Linked DNA regions of Hordeum vulgare: region 2 is linked to region 1. The links are chromatin contacts, called in public Hi-C maps. All regions are on one chromosome and are shown on one strand. Each heading gives the region's core, a stretch centred on a gene start, on an enhancer-like site or on the middle of the called end of the contact. The rest is flanking DNA. Distances are from core to core; before and after follow the strand shown.

Region 1 (6,627 bases), core at 2,478-4,977:
CAAATCGAATTGGAGGAGGACTCTCCTCCCTAGCTTCGGCCGAACCTCTCCTCTTGGAGGAGGCAAGGCAGCCCTCCCTCCTATTCCTACTATATCTAGTGGAGGTTTTGAGGGCAAACACCATAGAAAATAGCCACGTGCTACCCTCTCCTCCATAGATTGTCTCCCTTGTCTAGATTAATCCGACATAGTTTGGCGAAGCCCCGCCGGATTAGTTCACCACCACCACCACCACACCGCTGTGGTGGAGAACTCATCTACCTCTCAGCCCCTCTTGCTGGATCAAGAAGGTGAAGATCGTCATCGAGCTGTATGTGTGCTGAACGCGGAGGTGTCGTCCGTTCGACACTAGATCATGATGGATTGTGATGGGATCGCGGGATGGATCATGATGAGATCGCGGGACGGACTGCGATTTGGATCGTGAAGATGTTCCACTACATCAACTGCGTTATATACGCTCCCGCCTAGCGATCTACAAGGTTATGTAGATGCACTCCCCCTCTCGTAGATGGTCATCACCATGGATAGATCTTGTGTGCGCGTAGGAATTTTTTTGTTTCCCATGCAACGTTCCCCAACAATGACTACTTCGAGTGCAAAGAGGATGCCATTGGAAAGATTGACTTCTCATCTTTTCAGAAATGCATTGCAGCTATCTGGATGCTTTCTTACAAGAGTACCCGGTGATCTTATCGATGAGTACTTCCATATGAGTGAGTCTACGTGCCTAGAGTCGTTGTACATATTCTGCAAGGTTGTGGTTGCAGTGTTTGGCTGTGAGGACTTGAGAGAGCCAACTGCTGCAGACACAACCCGCTTGTTGGCGACCAATGCTAGCCGAGGCTTCCCAGGAATGCTTGGCAGCATAGACTGCATGCACTAGGAGTGGAAGAACCGCCCTTCTGCTTGGCAAGGGCAGTACAAGGGCCATGTCCAGGCTTGCACTGTCATACTTGAGGCCGTGGCCTCTCAAGATCTCTGGATCTGGCACTCTTTCTTTGGCATGGCCGGATCACACAATGATATCAACGCGCTTCAACGTTCGCCGGTGTTTGTAAGGCTTGCCAAAGGAAACAACCCGCCGGTCAAATTTAACATCAACGACCACAACTATAATAAAGGATACTATCTAGCTGACAGAATCTATCCACGGTGAACCACCATTGTGAAGACAATCTCCAACCCCGTCGGAGAGAAGAGGAAATATTTGCCCAAAAGCAAGAGAGTGTTAGGAAGGATGTCGAGCGTGCCTTTGGTGTTCTACAATCTCGATGGGGCATAGTTCGGTTTCGTGCTAGAACTTGGAGCACCAAGAAGTTGTGAGAAGTGATGACTCCTTGTGTGATCACGCACAATATGATCGTAGAGGATGAGCGTCCCGAACTCTCCGCGATCAAGGGTTTGAGTTTCAGGGTGACATGTGGTGCCTCAACATGACGGAGAAGCGGCATCGTTTGCACAGTTCACTCAATTCCATCATGAAATGCATGATTGGGAAACTCATATTCAGTTGCAAGATGATTTAGTTGAGCATATGTAGAATCATGTTGGCAATCAATAAGTGTATCTTTTAAACAATTTAATTTTAATCGGGCTTGTTAAACTTTCCTATATTTTATTTTCAGTTATGAAACTATGCTATTTCATTTGTTTTTAGAAAATATGCAAAATGTTTATATTTATTGAAAACCGACGGCTAGCCGGCCACGCACATAAATATGGGTCAGCGTGTTGGACGCACTGCCGATCCAAATCATAAATCGAACGGACAAACAATCGATGGGCGATCCAAGCGGACGAAAAGCGAACAAAATCACCGTCCGTTTGGGTCGGTTGGTTGAAGTTGCTAGATATTGTGTTGGAAGACCGACGTTTGAGGAATACTTGAGAGGGTTCGTTTGATGGTTGCATGAAATTTGAAGCAAAAAAAAGTCGGCCGCTCAGGATGCGTAGACGAACACGGCGTCGTGTGCTAGTGCTGACTTGAGACGGGAGGTCTTTTCAGCGCACAGCACAGCACATCAGAGCGCAGAGACAGAAGCGTGCAGCCATGTTTGACAATCACAGGCAAACCCACATGCGACACCAGTGCGTCTGCTATAAATTTGGTTGGACCTCAGCGCCCGTTTGCTTTCCCACGGCCCGTGTTGGGGTTAGGTTCCTGCTTACTGCTACCACCAGTGGATTTGTCGTTTCGCCAGCGGAAAAAAGCAGATCAAACCCCGATTAGATGGCCAGGCTAATCTACAGCGGAAATACACGTCCTCCTCTAAGAACTAAGATTGTTTAGATGAGCAGAGCATCTACCGTCATGACAAAAATCGGTGCATGCCAGGTCAAGTATTGACTCCGGAAGACCCGTGGGAGAAAGACAGCGCGGGAGAATACCATCATCATCACCTACTTTATCTGTTACCCGCCCGTGCAGCGTTGCGGTGCGTGGGCATGCTTTGCTCCGCCTTTCGGCTTTCGGTAGAGGACCGAAAGCCGCGTGTTCGTGTGCGACATCCGAAGACCTTTCTCTTCTTCCTTGCCCATCAAGGGAGGTTTCGGTTTTGGATGGGCCTTCGATCGCTTGATCCGAATCACATGCCACGTGACTTTCTCTGGGTCGGCAGCTTCTATACCGAGATTCTCTTTAGAAATTACCACTACCACCACACTTGTTTTTACTTACTTTGCGGCATAAATCTCGTGATGTCTGGCGAGGACAAGACAGATCACAGATCAAAATGCAGTAGCGGCCATAGGTTACTTTTCCATGTTTTTCCTAATAGTAGTACTCTTTAAAGATGCTTTCACCAATTCGGGGAAACTTGTGGTGCTCGTTTGGACAAAATGTTTCAACAAAGTAGGCTTCCTTTACGCGGAGCCGTCTCTATACGTACTATTCTTGCTTTTGCTTGTTGCTCCCTTTTCTCGTCTTGCCGATTGTTCCTCTCCCGAAAGCAACACGCCTGCTGGTTTGGAGTGCGTGCGTGGATCCAACCACGGCCGCAGCATCTCACATCCAAGGCAACACGGGAAATTTCCGGTCCCCAGATGCTTTCATTAGCCGAGACCCGAGAGAGAGAGAGAGAGAGGATGACAGCTTGAAAATCAAACTTCTAGAAGCAACGGCACGTTGAAAGGGCACTCCAAAATAAGAAAAAAAAATAGAGTGTACTAGGCGTACCGCGTACACATGTTTTATAAGATAAGAGACGAGGAGTATAACTTTTCTTTTGCCATTGGCAAATTCTGGATAAATTGCCGGACGTGCAATGCTTCAGGTTCCGCATGATCTTTATTCAATTATCAGTATTCTTTTGTCGCAGTGCTTGGAGTATTATATTACGAAAAAGACCATTAGATTTGGCTCTACTTTACCTACACGAGGGAGACGGACACGTGATTAATTACGTACTAGTAGTACTTGGTTAAGCAGCATCTAGTGCTGGCCTCAAGACAAGAGGAAAAATGCTTTTTTTATAGAAAGGGAAAAGGGAAGACCACACGCCCGGTTCCCACCAGCTGTACCCACCCGGGCCGCTCGCCGCCACGTGGGCCCAGCTCCTTGACGCCCCTGCGTCAGCGTCGCAGCCAGGCCAGACGGACCGCATCCATACGCTACCCCCACCGCCCACCGCGCTCGAGCCCCCCGAGGAATCTCAATATCGCAAAACGGTCGCTCCACCTCCAGAGCCCGCCCGCTCAAATACGAGTATAACCAACCAACTAGCACTCCTCTTTTCCCTTGTCGTCTCCGTTACCGCTCGCACTTGCCACTCAAGCAAGTACTACCGCCCCTATTCTCTCTCTCTCATGGCGGACTCCTCGTGCTGCCCAGCGAAACCCTAATGGCGAACCGGCGGCGCCGCCACGCCCCCCGCGCCGTAGCCTCGCCGCCACGAGCTCCCTTGGAAGGTAATCGCCAGCCCGCGTCCTGAACCCGCAGCGGATCTTACTCACCCCATTTCCCACCGCTCGTCGGATCCGCCGCGCTGATCTATTACCTTGCTGCAGATTGGAAGCTCTCGACCCGGCGAGGAAACTAGGAGACGCAACGCCTCAGGGACAGGGAGGGAGGCGCCATGGGCGATCTGAAGGAGATGAAGTACAGGCGGAGGATTGGGCTCGAGGAGCGCGCGCAATGCAGCGACCAGAGGGGCGTCGACTGGGGCGTGCTCAAGCAGGACCCCGTGGAGCTGCTGCGCAAGCTGGACGAGCTGAGGGACCAAATCACGCGCTCCTGCCAGGTCGCCCAGCAGCCACGGGAGCACCGTCGGGTGGGCCGCCGACCGCCCTCCTTGCTACCCGAGCTTCCCGAGCCGGTGCCTCTACCCGGGTATCATCGCCCACGCTATGGTGGTGGTGCCCGGTATGGGCATGGCTTGCCGCTGAGCCCATGTGAGCCGCACCACTCTGATCATGGGGAGAGGTATGCGAGGCAGTCAAGTGGAAGTGGGCGGTATCGCCAGTACCCAGGGAGGCAGTGGGACAACGGCGGGAATTACCATCAGTATGGGTGTGCTAGTCCGCATTATCCGCATGGACAGAGGGCGGCACCACAAGAAGAGCACATACCGATGGCCAGATACTTCGCGGGGCAGCATGAGTGCTACCGATTTGAAAGGTCACCATCTATTTCATCAGATTATGACCAAAGGTCTGTGGCATCATCGCTTTACTCTCACCGCTCGGTGTCAAAGAAAAGGGCTGAGTATTTCAGGAAGAAGGCAGAACATCTCTGCCGGCCAATGCATGGCGCGGCACCATTTGTTGTCTGCAGCTCTTGTTATCATCTCTTGCAGGTGCCTGTGGAAAAATGCATGGGGTGGAAGCAAAACCGGCTACAGTGTGGGTCTTGCTCTGAGATAATCAGCGTGAAGCGCATGAAAGGAAAGGCTATTCCCTACACATCCTCACCGTCCTTCAGTTTGTCCAAAACTGAGCAAAGCTCACATGATCGAATGAGACGAGAGTTTGAGCATCAACATCATGATGATGTCACTTCCGCGTTTTATAATCTGAATGAGCACAGCAGCATGCAAATCAACATAGACTTTGGTGATGATAATTCAGTTTCTTCTACCATTAGTCATGATGAAAGGACTGACAAAGAATGTGGCTCAAACAGGAGCATTCAGTCAAAAGCAGATGGTATCTCTCTGTCTCCACGCAGGTCTGGAGATATTGAAAGCCCAAAGGATATATTATGTGAAAGAGATGCAGATTGTGAGGAGGAACATTCAGTAGATTGTCCAATCAGCCCGTGTTCCCCAATTTTAGAGGACAAACTTGTTGATCCACTGTGCAGCCAAGAAAAACACAATTGTTCAGAGGACCTAGGTATGGATAATGGATCTGACCTTAATTGCAAAGGAGAATACAATGTCAATGATGATGAGAGTGTCAGCATGGGAAGTGAACAAAAGGTCAATGAAGCTGAACTTGTAGAGGAAAGCATGTGCAGAAAGCACGATCAAAAGAACAAGGAAGATCACTGCTCTAGCCTTGAAGATGTTAGCAAAATGCAGAATAGTACAAAAGGTGACCCTGATAGAAACGAAAAGTGTGAGTGCGCAAGCAAAAACGATGTCAGAAGCAGTCCTGAAAGTGAAGGTACATGCAAGAAATATGACCGCAACAGCAAAGAAGATGAAACAAGCGGCCTGGAAGTTGAGAACATAAGCAATGAGTTTGACAAGAACAACGCAGTGGACAGCAACATTGCCCTTGAACATGCCAACACTGCCATTGAATTTGAAGGTACAAGCACAAGTGAGAGATCTGAAGAAAACCTAATGGAACAACATAATGGAAAATTGCATGAGCCATGTGCTGAGGATGCCAATGCCCTAACGGAGAGTGGGTCATCAGTTAATGGGCGCACAAATTCTGGTTTCTCTCGTGGTTCTTCTGAGGCAGGGTTAGATGAAGATCAATCCTCAACTGGTAAGAGCGGGGATTCATCATTTTTTGCTGGTTTCTTGAAGAAGGGGTTCAAGGACCTTTCTTTATTTAACCAGTCCATGGATAGTGTTAAGGTTTCAATCAATGGCCATCCAATCTCTGAAAGAGCTCTTAAGAAGGCAGAAAAGAAAGCTGGTCCTGTTGAGCCTGGTTCATATTGGTAAGTATTTGCTGTAGTGCTAGCAGCAATTGAATTGTTGAATAGTCTGCTGCACTTTTATTAGTTTGCGTTGGGTAGACTGCTTTACTTTGTTCATTGTTAACTTTGATAAGGACAAACAAATGCTTGTCTCAATAGTCTTATAGCAGTAAACCTGGTTTAGTGAAATTATGACAGGCAAGACATAATTATTTTTCAGTATCTCTAGATGCTAGAGCAGAAAATGCTCTGGTGATCTATTTGGAATTCTCTTCCATGTATTTGAGTCATATTTTTAGTTTTAGCTCTGTGTGCAGATGCACCTTTGTGCCCCTTCTTTTCTCTAAATAATACTATTTTCAGCATTTCATATCTGATAGCTAGAAACCAAATTCGTGGTCGTGCTTTTGGCTCAACATATGCTCCCTCCGTTCCAAAATATTTATCGTGGTTTCCACTAGAACCACGACAAGTATTTTGGAATGGATGGAGTACATCATAAATCACACTTCACACCTATTCCGTAACCC
Region 2 (6,627 bases), core at 1,263-3,762, 310 kb before region 1:
TGACTACATACATCCGTAGGTAGTTTATAGTGAAATCTCTAAAAGTCTTGTATTTAGGAACAAAGGGAGTATGTATTTACGTGGTCATGCTTGAGAACATACATCAAGCCACCCAAGTCATTACTCACACCTACAAATTCGATAATGTGTAGTGATCTCACTCACCATATCTAAAACCGACATCGTCATCGATCCATCTGCATAACGTATCAGAGCCTACAATCGGTGTAACAAACCTAAAACGTACACCATATGCACTCATTTTAGAAGCCGCCATCATCATCAAACCATTGAGCCATCTTCAGGAAAGAGATATGCATCATTCTTGCTAGTATAGCCATCCGTCAACGCCACCACGAAACCGACGACACCCTCTCCCTACAGGCAAGCTGCTGAGCACGTCATGGTCACTGCCGATACACTGCAACACCATGTTGCAAAGTACCACCAGCCGACACAACTTGAGTCTCTAGATCTGTCGTGTGTAGCACCTGTCGACAAGACATGACACAACTTAGCACGTGTCGGCCAAGCATTACTTGATATCTCCACCGAAGCTCCGTGCAAGACGAAGTCGCTCCACCACGTGCCTATGTCTTCCAATGTTGCTGCACAAACGATGCTCCTAAGAGAGAAATGACACCGCACTGCCGCCATCGTTCGATCTCAAAGACCAGATCCTAGGTTTCCCCTGGAGTAGCACGAGTTGATCGACGTTAGTTAGACGACGATGCCGTCATCAAGGTAACGATGCAAAACACCGCCATTGCCCGCCGTTGGCTCGGTTCTCCCCGGCAACTGTGTCTCCCAGACTCGCAGCCGGGACTAGATGACGCATCTCGAGATTTGACCATCTAGTCTCAGGACGAACACCTCTGATATAGGAGATGACCACCACTGCCAAGCCCAGGGTCGCTGCCCGCCCCCCGTGTGATGCAGATCAAGACGAGGAGAGCCACCGTGATCCGAAGCCGAACCGGGGGTTGAGTGGCTGCAAGATGGCTGCCACCACCACCTGCTGCAGCGGCTACATGCTCGCCTCCATACTCCACCCATCGTTGTCTGTCATCACTGCCGAGGCGATCAAGATCGAAACCGCGCAACGACCTTGTGCAGTTGACAGGCGAGAAGAAGGCCGTCGTCGCCGAGCCGCTCCGGCTTTGCCCTGGCGGCGTCGCCGGCGGCGACGAAGAGGAGAGTGATGGAGGTGGGCGCCCCGGTGCGGCGCGACGGTGCTAGATCGAGGCTCTAGTCCTTCCGGTCGCTAGTCGCTCCTTCCGATCCTCTTTTTACGGGAGCGGACGACCTTTAGAATGGGAGAGATTTTTTACTTCCCAGTCTCTGCATCAACTAGGAATGCATACGGTCATTTTAATATGAGTATCACGATAGACATCGTCCTTATTTTTAAAATGAATATCAAGATATTTGTTCATGAGTGGATCCACCACACAGAAAGCTTGATCCTCAATAAACGAAAAGTACCCTGTGCATCACGTCTCAATTCTATAAATTAAACTTGGGACGTTCGGCTAAACAACCGCATGCCTCATCACTGAGTCAAGGCTCTCTTTGTCGGCGCCTGGTCCACCGTGGAGGAATAGGGCATGGGTGACACGACACCTCGTGTAAGGCTAGTGTCTGTCTCATGTCCTACTCTTCCTGCTGGTAACCGAACCTTCACTTCGCGGGGTTCATGGCGGTCGAACATGGACAAGGAAGGGTACAACAAGAACATGGAGAACATGCGCCGGCGAAGATTTAAATTAGGTTAGGGTCCGACCACTTATGTTTAATAAAACATGTTAAAATATACTTTCTTCGATTCAAAATAACTATCTTAAGTTTAGTACAACTTTGTACTAGCTCTAGTACAAAGTTGAGACAGTTATTTTGAGACAGAGGGAATAGTTAATATGGTCCGGTTTGCATGAAAAAAGTTTTTTTTAAAGTTTAATTTATTTAAATATATTTTGAAATGTGTGCGAGCACGGTTGAATGGCCGACTTTCATATCAAAATGTGTGAGTTTGTCCCGTGGACGAACGCCTTGTCCGTTTTAGGGATCTACGATTGAGGATGGCTTCATGGTACATATGGATTCGGGAGCCACGATAAAACATAGACAATAATTGTAGGCTGATTACTGTTTAGAAAGTCGAGTGAAAATAATTAGTAATGCAAAGCTCATCAAGTGCATCTTTGTTCAACGAATACAAGCTCGAATCATACATTTACATGAGAAAATAGTACTATGTATTTACAGGGTCATGCTTGCTGCACATCTGGTCGTTCCATGAACAACAACCAATACAAAACACGACCTATTCTTTTACACATAAAACTGCAGTAACCAACAAAGCCCATACAGAGATGGTGCAAGACCAAAGCAGAAGAGAACAGAGGATCGACGGACAATTCACCATTTTTCAGATCCAACCACACTAGTGCGAGCCGGAGCAACACCGACACAAGCGCAAGCACGCGGCTGCGTTCTCGGCCTGACCGCCCACGAGGCCACTCCCCTGAAGAGAGCCCTCAGCGTCACCTTCCTGCGGGCCCTGAACGCCACAACCTGCTGGTCCTTTCCCTCCACGGGAGGCCCCTCATCAGGGGACGGCGGGCCAGCGACAGCGAGGTGCCGTTCCAGGATTCTGTTGAGGGAGGCCAGCTCGTAGGAGTCGTACAGAGAGCTCCCCGTGTCATAGGCTGCGTTGCCATCTCTCAGATGCTTCCGAGGCATCTTATGAGCGAGCTGCTGGAGGAAGGAGGTAGAAGATGCAGTCGAGGAAGAGGACGAGAGAGGAGAAATGGTTGCGCCTCAGCATTTGAGAAGACAAATGGTTACCCTTGAGCGCTTATTTTATGATCTTGTTTTGTTTATGGTTTTCGACCGCGTATTAATACGCATAACTTAAGTATGATGTGCGCCAAACTAGTAATAAACTACTGCTGGTGAGTATGACATGTCGTTTTCCTTTTCATTTGTCAAATAGTTTCCGTGACTCTGGCTTTTCGGAAGATCAAACACAACGGAGCAACAGAAACAGCTGTTCATCAAACACACGGGACAGTTGGCATTTTCCCTCTTCTATTTGAAACAATCAAAGATAGATTAGACACAAATGTACGTGCTGCAGCCTGCAGGTGCGTCGCCTTTCAGTTTCAAGCCTTGAAACAGCTTCGCAGATCATCCTATAAACGATACGCAGGATCGCAAGTAGACTGCGGCAGATCACATACTTGCACGCAACTACTTACAACATGAGGCAAGTCCCGCTGTCACGCTCTAAATCTGTTCTGCGGTGTTGCAAACTGACAGCCGGTGGACGCGGCGAACTGCACCCGACCGACGAATGAGCCTTGGCTTTATGGCAACTTCGCAAACTGTTTGTGTGTCGGTTTGAATGAAAACGGACACGAATCACGATACAACGTGCCGATACAAATGGACGAGAGTTTTTTTCTGTCCGTTCACGACCCATTTCAGATCAAAATTTGATCTGGATTTGTGTCGACGTAGGCACAGAGCGGATGCGTGCGATGCCCGTCCTTGTCCTTCCCCTTGCACGCGAGTTGATGGTAAATTGGTCATTCTCCCTTTCTTCCATCGACAGCCAACACATCCGGTCACCCCGCCCTTGCCGTAGCTGCCCAGTTTCGATGGCCAGGCGGCCGCCCGCACCCACGTAACTCCCTCGGCAGCACGTCACACCCGGCCGACCGTTTTTGCCGGTGTTGGAAGAATGTTTTTTCCATTGTCGTAGAAACCCCACGTTCAAGCCGCCCTCTCGCCTTCACTGCCGCAAGCAATGCTCCAATCGCAGCTACCTGGCTCACTGGTCACCGCCAGGCCTGCTGCCTGATCTAGGAAAGACGTGGGGCTCTCTAACGGCCGACTTCTTTGGCACACACGCAAAGTGTTCGACGTTTCGCCCCAAATGTACAAATGGATAGTGGCGATGATCACTTTTTCAACAACTTCACTTGCAATTTGGATGATTGGTCGTCCGTCGACGAGGAGATTGTGGTTGTTGCTTTGATTGTCCATGACCACATTAGTAGGCAGTGGTTGATGGTTAGGTGCTCGATCCCGCGGCATCTCCCACGCTGAACCACAACAGAGAGAGTTTCCATTGCCTACTCTCGCAGGACTACTTCCCGCCCGCTGACCCACTCTTCAGACACAACCTATTCCGACGTCGCTTTCGAATGGCTAGGCATGTGTTCAATCTTATCCGAAGGGGGTGATGGAGTATGATAAGTATTTCGAATGCAAGGAGGATGCCCTGAGAAAGGTTGGCTTCTCCTCTTCTCAGAAATGCACTACAACTATTTGGATGCTTGCATACAGAATACCCGATGATCTTATTGATGAGTATGTTCGCATGAACGACTCCACGTGTCTAGAATCCATGTATAGGTTATGCAAAGCTGTGGTAGCAGTATATGGCCTACAGTATTCAAGAGACCAACTACTGCAGATACAACCCAGTTGTCGGTGATCAATGCTGATAGGGGCTTTCTTAGGATGCTTGATAGCATAGATTATATGCATTGGGAGTTTAATAATTGTCCTTCTGCTTGGCAGGGACATTATAGGGACCATGTCAATACTTGCACTATCATACTTGAGGTTGTGGCTTCACAAGATATCTGGATTTGGCACTCTTTCTTTGACATGACCGGTTGTTACAATGAAATAAACGCACTTCAAGGCTCTCTCGTATTCTCAAGGCTTCTAAAAGGCCACTTCCCAGAGGTCAATTTTGAGGTCAATGGCCATCATTACATCAAAGGATACTACCTAGCTGATGGTATTGACCACACTGGACTACTCCGGTGAAGACAATTTCTAACCCAACAAGAGAGAAGAGACAGAGATTTTCCCAAACACAAGAAGTGCAAGAAAGGATGTGGAGCGTGCTTTCGGTGTTCTTAAATCTCGATGGGGCATCATTTGGTATCTTGCTAGAACTTGAAGCACCAAGAAGTTATGGAAGGTGATGACTGCTTGTGCGATCATGCACAACATGATCGTAGAGGATGAGCGTGAGGATGAAATCTTCAGTTAGGGGTTTCAATTTCAGGGTGAAAATGGTGTGCCTCAGCATGGAGAAGCGACAATGTTTGCACAATTTATCGAATTTCATCAACAAATGCGTGATTGGAAAACTTACATTCAACTCCAAGGTGATTTGGTTAAGCATATCTCGGCCCACCTTGACAACCAACAGAAGTATCACCTCATTTTTGTTTCAAATTTATTTCCGACAATTTAAATTTTATTCGTTTTGTAAATGATGAGATTATATTTGGTTGTAAAACTATGATATGTATGTTATGAAATTTTATTTGGGTTGTAAACTATGAGATTTTATCCGTTTTGTAAATTGTGAGTTTTTTATTTGATCAATGTCTTTGATATGTATGCAAAACGCGGAAAAATATGGTCTCGCGGACAAAATCCGTCGGTGCGTTGGGCGCGCTACCAACCCAAACACAAACGGTGGCAGACAAAGCCGAGAACGCCGACCCAAATGAATAAAAGTGAACAAATTCCGCGTCCATTTGTGCCAGCGCATCAGAGTTCCCTTATGTGACGTTCATAGGGTGACAAAGACTTTTGAATAGAGTGAACCATGGTAACTCATACTTATGATCTGCGTTGAGTTTTCCCCAAAAAGGAAAAGACGATGCAACACATTATAGGTAAGTATTTACCTTGATGAGAACCAAGGTCATGAACCAACAGGAGGATAACACAACTCCCGTCTTTAGTGCCTACGCACAAAAGAGTAAACACTTGCGCCCAACACGGGAAAAAAGGGTTATCAATCCACTTGAAGTCGTTACTTGAAAGAAAATAAGTATTGTAGATGATAGTTGAATAAATATAAATTGCAGAATAAATAAAAAGTAAATAAAGGAAGCGAGGATATAGTAGTGTTTGTAAATATATGTGTGAATTGACCCGGGGGCCATAATGTTCTCTAGTGACATCTCTCCCGAAGAAGGCGTACGGTGGGATAACAAATTACTGGTGGGCAATTGGTAGAAAAGCACATAGTTATGCAACATTTATTCATGGCAATTATCATGTCTATATATGCATCACGTCCGTAAGCAAGTAGACCAACTCCTGCCTACATCTACTACTATTACTCCATCCATCGACCGCTATCCACTATGCATCTAGAGCATTAAGTAAAACGGAGTAATGCTTGGAGAAAAATGACATGACGTAGACAAAGAAAATCCAATTTATATGAATAAACCCCATCATTTTATCCTTAGTGGCAGCAATACAAATACGTGTCTTGTCCCCTACTTTGTCACTCGGATATAGAGCACCGCAAGATTGAACCCACTACAATGCACCCTCTCACTGAAGATAGACCAATCTAGTTGGCCAAACCAAATCAATAGATCGGAGATAATTATGAAGCTACGATAATCATCCAAATAAGAACCAAATAGTAATTCAGAGAAGACTCAAATATTTATCATGAATAATCTGAACATAAACCTACAATTCATCACATCCCAAGAAACGCACCGCACAAAGTGATTACATCGAATAGATGATTGCGAAGATACGATGAACTTTGTATTGAAGAACATATAT

What was found. A called contact is a pair of places that touch in the nucleus more often than the background predicts.
Region 2: a Hi-C map of leaf shows a contact between it and region 1, with 2.8 times the contacts expected there. The contact joins the enhancer-like site here to the promoter of LOC123443904 in region 1. A contact is called at or near these places in 3 of 6 Hi-C or Micro-C datasets (leaf, seedling and an unstated tissue) and 1 of 1 datasets of contacts at active chromatin or transcription factors (embryo).

The regions. Positions count from the first base shown.
Region 1 is chr3H:376,043,371-376,049,997 of MorexV3_pseudomolecules_assembly, reverse strand. It overlaps LOC123443904, which reads left to right and starts at 3,727. Exons shown (of 5, transcript XM_045120458.1): 1 at 3,727-3,909; 2 at 4,009-6,118. The coding sequence starts at 4,077.
Region 2 is chr3H:376,355,391-376,362,017 of MorexV3_pseudomolecules_assembly, reverse strand. No RefSeq gene overlaps it. Among protein-coding and RNA genes, the nearest start is that of LOC123443905, 210 kb to the left of the region's middle. Within about 2 kb of position 2,512, at least 3 of the 3 cell types and tissues checked have open chromatin away from gene starts, as enhancers often do. A contact at or near this core is called in leaf and seedling, where this site is marked.